Linked DNA regions of Mus musculus: regions 2, 3 and 4 are each linked to region 1. The links are chromatin contacts, called in public Hi-C and HiChIP or PLAC-seq maps. All regions are on one chromosome and are shown on one strand. The core of a region is the stretch at or near the end of the contact, and the rest is flanking DNA. Distances in the headings are between cores, read along the strand shown.

The links. A called contact is a pair of places that touch in the nucleus more often than the background predicts. HiChIP or PLAC-seq counts read pairs in DNA pulled down with a chosen protein or histone mark.
Region 2: a contact with region 1 is called in an H3K27ac HiChIP or PLAC-seq map of microglia, with 4 times the contacts expected there. The contact joins two enhancer-like sites. A contact is called at or near these places in 3 of 39 promoter capture datasets (the C10 cell line, liver and pre-B cells) and 2 of 115 datasets of contacts at active chromatin or transcription factors (CD8 T cells and microglia).
Region 3: a contact with region 1 is called in a Hi-C map of the N1E-115 cell line, with 2.6 times the contacts expected there. The contact joins two enhancer-like sites. A contact is called at or near these places in 7 of 39 promoter capture datasets (the C10 cell line, HPC-7-derived erythroid cells, cranial neural crest and 2 more), 1 of 15 datasets of contacts at CTCF or cohesin (the NIH/3T3 cell line), 11 of 484 Hi-C or Micro-C datasets (the AML12 cell line, the C10 cell line, the N1E-115 cell line and 7 more) and 10 of 115 datasets of contacts at active chromatin or transcription factors (the 230-238 cell line, CD8 T cells, bone marrow-derived macrophages and 5 more).
Region 4: a contact with region 1 is called in a Hi-C map of the N1E-115 cell line, with 3 times the contacts expected there. The contact joins two enhancer-like sites. A contact is called at or near these places in 14 of 39 promoter capture datasets (the 3T3-L1 cell line, 3T3-L1-derived adipocytes, the C10 cell line and 8 more), 2 of 15 datasets of contacts at CTCF or cohesin (CD8 T cells and pro-B cells), 18 of 484 Hi-C or Micro-C datasets (the N1E-115 cell line, Th1 cells, bone marrow-derived macrophages and 10 more) and 4 of 115 datasets of contacts at active chromatin or transcription factors (CD8 T cells, bone marrow-derived macrophages, fibro-adipogenic progenitors and 1 more).

What each region holds. Positions count from the first base shown.
Region 1 is chr10:99,439,860-99,443,060 of GRCm38.p6, forward strand. No RefSeq gene overlaps it. Among named protein-coding and RNA genes, the nearest start is that of Gm34983, 18 kb to the right of the region's middle. Within about 2 kb of position 1,437, at least 73 of the 459 cell types and tissues checked have an H3K27ac peak or open chromatin away from gene starts, as enhancers often do. A contact at or near this core is called in the N1E-115 cell line, double positive thymocytes, liver and 2 more, where this site is marked.
Region 2 is chr10:99,598,026-99,601,226 of GRCm38.p6, forward strand. No RefSeq gene overlaps it. Among named protein-coding and RNA genes, the nearest start is that of Gm20110, 9.5 kb to the right of the region's middle. Within about 2 kb of position 1,531, at least 65 of the 459 cell types and tissues checked have an H3K27ac peak or open chromatin away from gene starts, as enhancers often do. A contact at or near this core is called in microglia, where this site is marked.
Region 3 is chr10:99,283,260-99,286,460 of GRCm38.p6, forward strand. No RefSeq gene overlaps it. Among named protein-coding and RNA genes, the nearest start is that of Gm34921, 14 kb to the left of the region's middle. Within about 2 kb of position 1,767, at least 84 of the 459 cell types and tissues checked have an H3K27ac peak or open chromatin away from gene starts, as enhancers often do. A contact at or near this core is called in the N1E-115 cell line and liver, where this site is marked.
Region 4 is chr10:99,572,589-99,575,789 of GRCm38.p6, forward strand. No RefSeq gene overlaps it. Among named protein-coding and RNA genes, the nearest start is that of Gm20110, 35 kb to the right of the region's middle. Within about 2 kb of position 1,638, at least 13 of the 459 cell types and tissues checked have an H3K27ac peak or open chromatin away from gene starts, as enhancers often do. A contact at or near this core is called in the N1E-115 cell line, double positive thymocytes and pro-B cells, where this site is marked.

The sequences.
Region 1 (3,201 bases), core at 187-2,686:
CCTAAGCCTTCGATATGCTAGGCAAGAACTCTCCCACTGAACTGCATTCTAAGCTTGGTATTGGCTCATTTTTTTTTTAAAACAACTGAGTAAATCCCCACTCTATGTATCAGAATTTATCTATTCACTGATGAGGGACTGCATCTAAGCTTTGTTCCACTGAGTGTGGAACATTCATACTCAGGTTCCTGCATGAACACACGTTTTCAACTCCATTTACTGAGCACCAAAGAGTGACTGGTGTATCATACAGTTTGTGTTTTGCACGAAGCTGCCAAACTGTCTTCTACCATGATGGTACTATTTTGTATTGTCCCAACAATAAATGAGTTCTTGTGGTCCACACTTTTGTAGCAATTTATAGTTGTCAGTGTGTTGGGGTTTGGCCATTCTCACTGTTGCTTCAATTTTCATTACATTGGCGTCAGTAAATACACGGCATGTGTGGAGATTAATATTTACAAATGCTGCAATGAGGAATGGAGAATCCAGTTAGCAGAGTGCTAGCCTTGGCAAGCATGAGAACTTGAGTTCAGCTTCCTGGCACCCACGTATAAAGCTGGGTAAATAGATTGTGACTGTGATCAGAGTGCCAGGAACCAGCGACTAGGATGGGAAGAGGAAGGGACCTGGAACTTTTGGGTTCCAAATCATGGAGCCCCAAGATTGGTGAGAGATCTTGTTTCAAAAGTATGGCGTAAAACAGAGGTTCTTGACCTATGGATTGCAACCCCCTTTAGAGTCTAATGACCCTTTCATGGGGGTCACATATCAGATACCCTGCATGTCACATATATACATTATGATTCATAAGAGTAGCAAAATTACAATGTCCATCTCTAGCCTCCGTGGGTATACACACACACACACACACACACACACACACACACACAAACACACACACACACACACACACACATACACACACACAAACTGCCATAGTCATTAGGCATTGAAATTGCATTGTTATTTCTATGTAGAAACAAAGACCTGAATATTCATAGAATGATAAGTATTATTGTAGCCCTAAATCATTCCGTTCTTCTTTAATCGAAAAGCAAAACAAACAAACAAAACCAAAGCAGAAATCCTTGAGATGAACTCAGTACTGAGATAGTAACATGTCAAAAAGAAGGGACTAATGAGATTAGTGAGGATTGTTTTAGTTGAGTAATTAATAAGAAGGAGTGGGGGAAAAAAGCCTATCTTCAGTCGTAGCACTCAGGGCTGGTTCTTTGATCCAGAAATGGATGGGAGTAAGTAAAAAGGGATGTTCCCTCGGTAGCTTGATGATTTTGGCAACAGTCCAACCAGTGTTGCAAGAAAGGAAGCGGCCTCAAGATGAAAATCTCTTACAGGCTGGCATCTGCCCAAAGCTGAGATGTTGACAGAGAAGTGCAGGCACACCCCAAAACATCCTGATTAACTCGCAGGTGTTGTGCAAAACCCAGTGGGAAGAGGAAGACCATACTGCACCCTAGGCTGACTCTGCTGGTGGCCCTACTGGTGTGAAGAGTGCTCGATAGGCTAGAAACCCTAGGATGGTTCGGTGTTTCTGTTGTAGACTGGAGCCTTTCTCAGAGACGCATAATCTTGTTGATCTAGAAAGGATTTCGCAGAACAACTTTCCCAGTGGAATTTAGTTGTCCAGAAATTCCCTTCAAAAAATATCTCATAACACTACGCTGTATTCGGGTAGAAGGTATGTTAGCAGTAGAAGTAACTTCATGAGTTCAGTTTCAACAAATTCACTCATCACAAAGCCGATAAACCGAACGAACCAATGCTGTAATCAGAAGACGTGAAATGAGACCCGCTGGGACATGATTTGTATGGAGTATTTATCATCTTATTTGTTTTTGTATTATTTTCGTCTCTTTATACATCATGAAACAAATTGTGATCAGCATGAGATGTATTTGCGAATGGGAGGTCTCAGCAATCACCTTGTTGTCTTGTGGGTACCCTGGCTGTAGGAGAAATCTTCCTCCTGAGATCAACTGAAACCTGAGTCAAGTTGGAAATGCCAAGTCAATGCACCCAGCACTAGCTAGCATAAAGCTCTGCTGAGGTTTTGTTTATTAAACATTATGATAGTATTGTGATAGCATGCTAGCGAAAAAGTATTATTTAAAAGGTTAAAATGGCAGCCTTGGCTACCACGTTGTGTTTAAACCTCAGCTTGTTTAAATCTCATCTGGAAAGCTCTCCCATGGAACCTTAGAGAACGCTGCAGGCCGTTGGAGGAGCTGTGGTCATTATTTCTCAAGAACTAGAGTGGGCAATCCGACAAAACAAACAAGCTCAGTGCTGTTAAAGAAAATGATTTACGTTCCTTTCAGGACATGTCACAATGAGGACTGCACTATGGACTTCTCGAGCGCTTTTCTGTTTGATTTTCACGCAGAACGAATGGAACACAATGTGTAATGTTCACTAATTGCCAGTTTTATTCTGTTAGCATCTTCCTTAGGATGTGCCTAGGGGCCCAGCGATCTATTTTATTCATATGTCTTTCACCAGTTAGGTTTAAAGTCCCTTCCTAAAGTGGCCAAGCTCCTGTGTTTTCCTATTGCTGTGAGCATTAAGTAGGGAATTAATTTGCACACAGTAGGGAACTGGTTACTTACTGATTCTGCATTTAAGCTGTCTGTGAACTTATTCTCAAGCAAGCATTTACTATTGTAATGTGTGTGGTGTGGGGTATTATGCTAATGAATATTGTCAGTACATAGACTGACTCATCTATAATTTTGTGTAAAATATCATAAAACCATTTTTTATGGACTATTAACTAAAGGAGCAGGTGTTGAGTATTCACTGTTGTTCGTGTTCAGCGCTGATTCTTTAGAAGGTTGGCCTTTTGGGCAGTTAGTATACAGAAATATAAGAAACAACCTTATCAGAGATAGCTATTGGTACTGTTCTTCATTAAAATAGGCTTTTGATGGTTACTATAATTCCTTTGTAAATTGACTGTTCCTTTGCCTAATTTATCAATGCCATTCTGGTCAATAAACCTAATAATGTAATTTTTACCATCAGTGTTGTAAATAAAAAAAAAAACAATGATAATTTGTGTTTGGTTGAAAGAATGAGTCAACAAGTCGTGTTTATATATTCATACCATAAGGACAGCATTCACAGACTGAATGGTATGCTCATTTTAGCTTTACATTTTTTTTGACATTTCTTAAGGTT
Region 2 (3,201 bases), core at 281-2,780, 160 kb after region 1:
CTTATGGATAGTCTCTATATAGTAAAGGAATTTATTGATGACTTACAGTCTGCAGTACAATTCCCAGCAATGGTTCAGTAGTAGCTGTGAATGGAAGTCCAACGATCTAGCAGTTACTCAGTCCCACAGGCAAGCAGGCAAGGGAGCAAGAGCAAGACTCCCTTCTTCCAATGTCCTTATATTGTCTCCAGCAGAATGTGTAGCCCAGATTAAAGGTGTGTTCCACCACACCTTTAATCCCAGATGACCTTGAACTCGGAGATTTAATCTTCTGGGATCTGTAGCCACTATGCCTCAAGGTCTCCATACCAAGATCCAGATCAGAAACTTCTATCTCCCAGCCTCCAGATAAGGGTCACTGGTGAGCCTTCCAATTCTGGATTGTAGTTCATTCCAAATATAGTTAAGTTGACAACCAGGAATAGCCACTACTGGAGGAAAGGGTTTATTCAGTTTATACTTCCACACTGCTGTTCATCACCAAAGAAAGTCAGGACAGGAACTCACACAGGGCAGGAACTTGGAGGCAGAATCAGAGGCCATGGAGGGATGTTTCTTACTGGCTTGCTCAGCTTGCTTTCTTATAGAATCCAGGACCATCAGCCCAGGGATGGCACCACCCACTGTGGACCCTCCCACGCTTGATTACTAATTGAGAAAATGCCTTACAGCTGGATCTCATGGAGGCATTTCCTCAAGGGAGGCTCCTTTCGCTGTGATAACTCCAGCTTTCTCAGGTTGACACACAAAACCAGCCAATACAGTATGTCACTAGCTTTAGGTGCTCAAGCCAGGCCCTATGTCACTCTCTGTTCACGCTGACTTTGAATACAGATGTAGAACTCTCACCCACTTCCTCAGCACTGTGTCTGCCTGCATGCTGCCATGCTTCCTGCCATGATGACAATGGACTAAACTTCTGAAAAGTAAGCCAGCCCCAATGACATGTTTTCCTTTATAAGAGTTGCTGTGGTCATAGTGTCTCTTCACAGAAATAGAAACCCTAATACAATGACCATACGGATGCCTTGCAACTTAATGGAACTCCAGGGATAGGCAGGCAAATCAACAGATTTTTAAAATTTAATTCACCCTTTCATAAATTATAGGCATGTTAAAACTTAGCAGAGATATCAGATAGGTTAAGATGATGTATTAATATTAGGTCACAACAAACATGTGGGAGGATTCTTTACTCACAAAATGAAGAACAAACATTTCCTGGAATACATTTTACACACACACACACACACACACACACACACACACACACACACACACACGAAGCCATCAAAGAATAGAACTTTAGAAGACCAGTATCCCATAAGGTAAAGAGTATTTTCCTCTCAAATTCCTTTTTACGAATGTCAAAGATATACCAGTAAACAGAGGCTCACAAGAAAACACATTAACTGGCCCTTCTCTTTCTAAACATGACTATCGCTTACTAAAGACAGTGGTATTGAGCAGAGCCATGACAGCTCCTTTGAGAGATTATAAGCACCATTGTAGTTTTAAAGGAGCACAGATGGGTGTTGGGAGCCGCCCCCACATTCGCCGTCACAAGATGGCGTTGACATCCTGTGTTCTAAGTGGTAAACAAATAATCTGCGCATGTGCCAAGGGTATTTACGACTACTTGTACTCTGCTTTTCCCGTGAACGTCAGCTCGGCCATGGGCTGCAGCCAATCAGGGAGTGATGCGTCCTAAGTGAAGGGTCACTCCTCCTTAAAGGGGACGGGGTTTTCCGCCATTCTCTCTCGCTGGCATCTCTCTGGCTCTGCGCGCCCTGCGCTCGCTCGCTGCCTAAAGATGTAAACAATAGAGCACGCTCTGCGCTTTGGCGCGCCGGAGCTCTGGCTCCTAAAAATTATTTGGAGGGGCTTTCGTTTTTGGGGCTGGGCGCTGGGCGCTTGCTCTCCTGGCTCCCAAAGATGTAAGCAATAAAGTTTTGCCGCAGAAGATTCTGGTCTGTTGCATCTTTCCTGGCCGGGCGTGAGAACGCGTCTAATAACAGATGGGTTTGCCTAGCATTTTGGGGGGCTCTGTGTTCAATTTGGAGGCACTCTGTTCTTGTGAGTCTTGGCTGGGTAGATCCAAATGAACATTTGAACATGATTGCGATTCCTCAGCAAGGGTCCCTAAAGTTAATTGCCTTTTCTTATGTCTCTAATAGACAGAACTGACCTTTGTGCCGGTTTCTGTTTGGGACTCAAGAAAGCAAAGGAAGGCTTACAAATCTGTTGTATTCACAGGAGAGAAGGGAATGCCGCGCTTTCCTTGGAATCCCTCCTCACATTGGATGTACTAGTTTAATTGAGCCAAGACTCAGTGATTTTTGGCAAGTTAAAAATATATATCCAATTTGTCTGTGAGGAAGAGCTGAGGGTAGCCCTGAAATTAGCAGTGATACCCAGGCATGGTGAATCTAAGTATGTGCATGTCAGGGCCTGTATTTTAATGCCATATTCCCATTATTCTTGAGAGACAAGTAATGTCATCAAATAAATAGTGCAGAGTATCTCTGAGTGTTATTTTACAAATGGGAAAACTGAGAATCAAGAACATTATCTAACCTGCTGTTGTCACCGGGTCTTTAGATTAAATCAAGTTTCTTTTCACCTAAACCTATGCTCTTCTCTCTTTTAAATCTCTCACACGCCTAGGGTGACAGTGCAAACCGGAGAGGGTCCCAGATTACATTTTAAAGCTCAAGTGCTTGCCCTGGCCGCACTTGCCATATAGCTGACTCAACTTCCCCCAAACAAGATTTTTCGTGTATCTAAAATAAGGCAATGAGATTTGTCTTATTGTTCTATTTCTGTGAAGAGAGACTGTAACCAAGGCAAGTTTTAAAAATGGCATTTAATAAGGGGCAGGGGCTTGGTTACAGGGTTAGGGATTTAATCCATGCTTAGCATGGCAGGAAGCACAGTGCCAGGCAGGCACAGTGTAGAAGCAATAGCTAAGAGCTTATATTTCAAACTCCGGGGGGAGGCAGAGAGAGTGAGACTGGTCCTGGCATGGGCGTTTAACACCCAGAAGTCCACTCCCAGTGACACACCTCTTCCAGCAAGGCTATACCTCCTAATAGTTTGTAAACAGTCCAGCAGCCGGAATCCAAACATTCAGACATATGAGCCTATGGGAGCCAGTCTCAGTCAAACCACTACCGCACCTGAATCTACTCTTTCTGTCAA
Region 3 (3,201 bases), core at 517-3,016, 160 kb before region 1:
ATATATTTCTACGCAACTATGATTATATTCACAAATCCCTCTGGTTACCTTCTTTTAGATGGACGCACACACACTGGGCCTTCTTATTCCTTCTCAGCCAGAAGAGTTAGCACAAATTACAAATGCTGAGGTTCTCGCCATTCACAAAAGATCATATGATGCTATATCAAGGATGCCAGATCAAACTCACCAATACTGCCACTATATTAAGGTATAGCAACACCAAGAATTGCACCCTGCCCCCCCTAACTCTCCCTTCTTACTCTCATGATAGAAGATGTCAAAGATGTAATGGAGAAATCAAAGATTGCATTTATGGATGCATGAGATCTGTGCATTTGCTCGACAGTGTTTTAATCCCAGATCTCTGTTTCCTTCCACCCTGTGCCACAAGAAAATAACACGTTAAACTGCTCACACCACTCTGGGTCTAATGGGCTAAACTGAGGAGCAACTTTACAGAAGCTAATGTCCCAGGTAAGGTGCCCAGGAGTGGGGTGGTAGGAGACAGAATAATTGTCCTTGCAGGGCCTGCCTTCTGCATTTCAAGGGCTACACATGCTATCTCTTTTGTTTCCCCAGTGTCAGCCCTGAACTTAGGGCAATGATGCTATGATCCTTCTGTCTTCTCAGGGGAAAGCTTAAGCTCTCAGGCGACAAGACCACTCTGAAGCAAGCTTTGCAGTCTCTAACTAGGCAGTGGGTGCAGGGCAGGAGGAGAAATAGAAGAGGCAGCTCTCTGTCCTCCACGGGACAAATGCCTTTGTGAGCCTTGGGGAACCTGTTGCTGTGTTGGCCAATCAAGACTCAAGACTGTCCTAAGCTGGCCTTGCTTTTGGCAACAGTAGGGCCTATGTTTGTTTCCAGAAATCACGGTGGCGATCACAAAGAGGCTGTGTTCACATGTAATCTGGCTTGACAGAAATTAATTTTTAATAAGAGACTCCATTCATTCGGTCACATCATTGCCCTTTGGGGCCTGTGTCAGGGTCAACCATCCAGAGCTGGCTGCTGTGCTCTTGGCTATAGCCTGGGGCGTGTTTGCGCTCTTGCGCATGCGCGCACTAATGTGCATGCCAGTAGAGGGGGTTGGGGGTTGAGGAGCGTAGACTGGTCATAGTCAGCTTACAAGTCGAGACCAGGTATTAGTCTAATCAGAAGCTGAAGGAGGCAGGAAGCCCACTTATTTCTTTGTTCTCCACACCCCCGCAAGACACTGTGTCTAGTGCCTTGTTTGGTGGCTACCTTCTTCACAGACTCAAGGTCTCATGGACCTCGGGACAAGCCTTTCACTATGGTGGTGTTAAGGAACGCTTACTTGGCACTGTTATTTAATGGCAATACTCAAAAGGTACAGCATCATCAGCTCCATTGCAAACAGCTGGGAGTTAAGGGCCGCCCTCATCCCTGTACCAAATCATCTCGCCTCCTTATTTCTGCTCCTCCTCACTGTTACACGGAGGCGAAGCAGCTCCCCTATCTGTCCCACCTCTCCATGGAGTTACTTGAAATAACGGTACTCCATAGGCCTTGAGTCATGAGCAAATTCTCTCCATGCCATTCACCTAATCCCCTCGAGGTGCTCGTCTTTGACTTGTTATCAGTAATGATGTGGGGGTGGGGTGGGGTGGGGGTGGGTGCTTACCCCATTTTCAGATCTGGGGCCTTCTGTGTCTTTTTTCTTTTGGTAGTTGCTTCCATCTTCCTGTCCCCTCCTGCCGCACCCCCAGGAAATGCACTTTTCTTTCTTTCTTTTTGGTTCTGCTAAAAGACAGAAGCTCGAGCGAGGCTCTGCCTTCTCAGTGTGGGCGGCGCTGCCTTTCTCAGAACCGCACACTTATCCTCCAGCCGCCTCCAAAGGCTTTATCAGGAGACATGGTGACTTCTCTCCTAAATTACACAGATAGGTTTAAAAATAGGGTTCAGGGTTTCCTTGTCAGGAGAGCTGTCAGCCGGCCCACTTTTGACACCCTTTCTCCCTCCCTTTGTTGGTACACGTCAAAGCATTTTTATTTTTATTTGAGAAGTGTTCTGCTTAAGTTTTCTGGAGCCTTTAAATTACCAGAAACGTTAGTGGGGGTGGGGGTGGGGGTGGGGGTCTGGAGAGGGATGGGGGGTGCTTAAAATGATTCTTCTTCCTGACTTAAAATCTTGAGCAATTTGATTTTCTGTGCCTTCCTGTCTTTGCATGCACATTGTCAGCATGAAAATGAATTGTAGAAATCTATTTTGGTGGAGGCAAGAGCCCTGATGTACAGAGCTCTGCTTTGTGTCAAGGCAGGGATACGTTTTTAGGGCATAAAGTGGATTTGGTATGACTAACTGTGCATAGTGAAAATGGCAGAGGCCGTGAAAGATGAACTGAACAAGAGAAGAAAACCACACAACAACATACCCTGTAAGTAGAAACAAATTAGCCATAGTAATAGCAACTAGACCCCACCACACATGCTCGTAGTGGCACAGAGAATGGCCTGCCTCTTGGTAGAAGTTCTTTTGTTAATTCTTTCCCTCCAGAAAACAGAATTTGGGGCAACATCTTGTTCTTTGTGTGGGGGAATGTAAAACCCTCCTTCCCCCGCCCCCTGTAACCTTTTGCTTTCTCCATTCCTTTCCTCTTATCTGTGCTTTTCCGTTCCTCCCTTATATGGCCATGGCCGGCTGCCCTCGGAAGTCCAGGAATTTGAATGTTATGTGAAAGGGTAATGCTAATTGGGCCCAGTAACATTCATGTCGCCTGGGAGATGTATGGGGGTCACCAAGTGAGAGACCAGCGAGTATCCACATCTGCTGTGAGGCTTTTCATTGCTTTCTCTCCAAACACCAGTCTTAGCTAATGGCCCCAAGCCCTGCTGGCCCGTTCCCCTACCCGGGGCCAACTGTTGCCTTAATGATCAGGGCAAAGATTTCCTTAATATTTCAGCACTGGAAAAAAAAAAGAGAGGTGTGCATTTATAATCTCATGTATTGCACCCAGAAGAAGGTGCGAGAGAGAAGGGCAGGTATTATTATATCATGTCCACTTTGCAACCGAAGAACTGGAGGCTTTAGTTCCTAGTTATTGCTCGTGATGGCGCTCATTAAAGGCAGAATCCGCTTCCCCTCTCCCAGCCACAGGCTCCTTGGCGCCCTGTTTGGGTGGATTTCCTTAAACAAAATACTTCCTGACTTTTGGACATCAGGCCCCATTTGTGGATCCCA
Region 4 (3,201 bases), core at 388-2,887, 130 kb after region 1:
AAGAGAAGGGGGTGGGTCAGAGAAGGATTACAGATGACAGAAATAAGGCAGATTAATGCAAAAGAGATACAGCTTGCTTGAAATGAGGTGTACTGCACTCCTGAGTTTATAATAAAATACGTAACCTCTATTTTTGATTAAAACCCAAGCCACCTGTAAAATGCTTCCTAAAGCTAACTTTAGAGTCGAGATTCGTAGACTCTAGAGTTTAGTATCAGAGTGTCAGAACCTAGGAGAGTATAGAGAATACTCACCAGCCTTAGCTTTCTACCCCATCTCTGTACAGCCCCTCAAAAGGATTTGCATGTGGGTCTGTGGGTATTGAACCTGCGCCTCCAGGGGCCGTTGGCATCACATCCCTGTAGAGGTCATTCTTTATGAGTAGACAGCACCCCATTTTACTCCTACTAGGTTAATATGAGGTCTTAAGACATTCCACATGGGGCCTCAGGCCACTGAAGTGGCAACTACTGGGGTCCTGGATTAGAAAGTGGGGTCTGTGGTAGGACAAGTGGTAGTCTGAAGGAGGATGACCTCTTGGCTCTGTAGCTTCCACAGCCGTAGAAGAGGACACGGAAGTAGAATTCCTGTTGCTGAAGCACTCTTGCCAGGGTTAATGGTGTCCATATTGGGGTGTGCTTCCTTCTTCTCCCGGGGTTCTCTTCCTCCGTGATGTCTAATGGAGTCGAACTCACTTCTCAAGCAGCATGGCATGTTGGGTCTCCTTCCAGAAAACCTTAATTCTCCTAGTATGTAACTCATTTGTCCTAAGATGGCAATAGCAAAAGACCGTAAGTCACTTAAGCACTGTGCACCCAGTTTTCTTTTAGGGCTCTCAAGAGATTTGGAAAAGTCAATATGTGCAGAAAGCTATATCGAAAGAAGTATTAAGTACTATAACTGCTAGCTGTGTACTCACACAGCACCCCGTTCTTACGCAGAAAGGCTTCATGTTGCTTTATTATATTTCCATTAGCGCCGTCTCTTCTGGCAACGTGCTATTGAATGCAAGGACTTAAATTGATTTAATTCTGTACTCTGAGCACAAAACCCAATGTACATTACTTAGTTGCTGCTCGGTAAATAGATTTGGGGTAGTTAAATCATCTTTTGGCAACTTGGAATTTGCTCCCGCAAGTGTTTATGCTGTGGTCTCTGCACGCCTATAAGGGAAGTGCCTGGGATTGAGCTCAGCTTCCTAGAACTTTCCAACTGTACGCACTTAGAGAGTTAGATGGGCAAGGTAGAACCAACCCCGAACCATGTCACTGGGTGGCTGGCAAAGAGAAGGAATATTCAAGTGGCATTCTTAAGGATCAGTTACATCTGTCCAAGATGCTGATTCTGTGTCACGACAAAAACTTCTCATCCACGACATCCCATTATGGAATGCTGTCTATGTCTTTGTAGGCGCCGACGAACGTGCAGGCTACTTTCCCAAGGTCTTTGTGACCAAGTGTTTTCTCAGCATCTTCCCTCTGAGGTGTTTGTGTCACTGTTAGTCTTCATTGGACCTGCTTATTCTGATGACTTGCAGATGAACAGGGCTCCGGAAATACGGCCAGGAGAGGGACCGTAAAGATGTTTGCCTGATTACGATTGCGAAACCACTCTGTCAAGTTTTCCCTATCATTTACTCAAGTGGTTGCTAGGTAATTTCTAGTCCAGCTCCACAATTAAAGTGAAAGGGCCTGGCAGCCAGCTCATCACTCGGTGGTTCTTCCGCTCGAGCTGGGCCTGAGCTGTGATCAGATACAACAGAATGCTTTGCACGGGACCTAGAAAACCCAAGCAAAGGGCCGCAGAAACCCTCCTCAGCGAGTCCAACCTCATTCTGGGAACATTGTTCTCTCAGTGACCCATAGGATGATAAAAGTGTGTTCTTTTTGTGCTTGCAGAGCTATGTTTAAGGTTTTCCCTTCTCCCACCCCAAAAGAAAACAGAAAGGAGGAAAAAAACAAACCTACTTAAATTACAGGGCATCTAAAAACAATATTAGGTGTTCTTTGAGTTTTCAAGTAATTATAACTATTCTAAAGTAATTGGCTTTACAACAAAGACTTGGACAGCTAAAGTGTGGAGAGTCCAAGACTCAGAGCGATTTCTGTGTTTTAGCTTACTTAATCTTCATGAATATCCTACTAGGTAGGAAGTCCTATTGTCTTTATGTTACCAGTGAGAAATGGAGGCATAGGAAACTATAGATTCACTTAGGTTCAAATGTTCCAAGGGTTAAATCTAGGTCCTTGTGTATACTAAGCATGGTTTGAGTCACTGATCTGTATCTCCATCCCCAGAATTAGGGCCATAGATTAAGGATACAGGGCCAGCATTCAAGCCTAGCCTGTTTTGTTAGTCTGATCATTTCACAGCCTTTTTTTTTTTAAATGTGGCAAAGACACATTTATTCATCAATTCTTCACTAGAGAGACCCCTTCTGAGCTATATTTTAAGGGAAGGAAATTCTAAGGGCATAATGTTAGTGAAGACTTTGTAGTTCCTGCTTTTTGTTATATATATTTTAATTCTTACTTTTGTTCTTTGTTTTGATTCAGGGTGTTGCTGTGTAGCTCTTGTTACTATGATCTCAAGAGATCCACTTTCCTCTGTCTCCTGAGTGCTGGGGTTAAGGGGGTGCCCCATCATGCCTGGCTTTAATTTTTCATTTTTAAGCCATATTAAATAAGATGTGATACAAATGAATTTGCAAATTTTCAGTAATGGAATTTCACATTACCATATTGCCCGTATTGGTATTTTGGTCCTCGTAGGATATGGGGCTGATCTCTTAAAATGAAGATTTTTTTTTTTCTGAATGAAATACAATCAAGGTTGAAGAGAATGCAAGGCACTTTCTCCATTGCTAGAATCAATGTCAACCTGACATAGGGGTCTTGTTTCCATGGCAACACATCAAGGCATTAACCGTTTGTTGCAGAGCTGACATGAAGACGAGAATTTCCATCTGGGTTTATTTGCTCTGTTACTCCTGTGCTTAGATCCTTCACTTTCTTTGACCTTCAATCTTCTCACAAATTAAAAGTAACCAGTTATTATTCCGCGTCCAGTGGAACTTCTTGTAATCTGGCAAAAGCGGTCAAATCTTGAATGAGCTCTGAGCTTCCCAGAAGAAGCTTCTCAATGGCTTCAAGTGTCTTTCCTTTGTTGCATGTTGTGATTCTCCTTACTCTGACCCCAGTG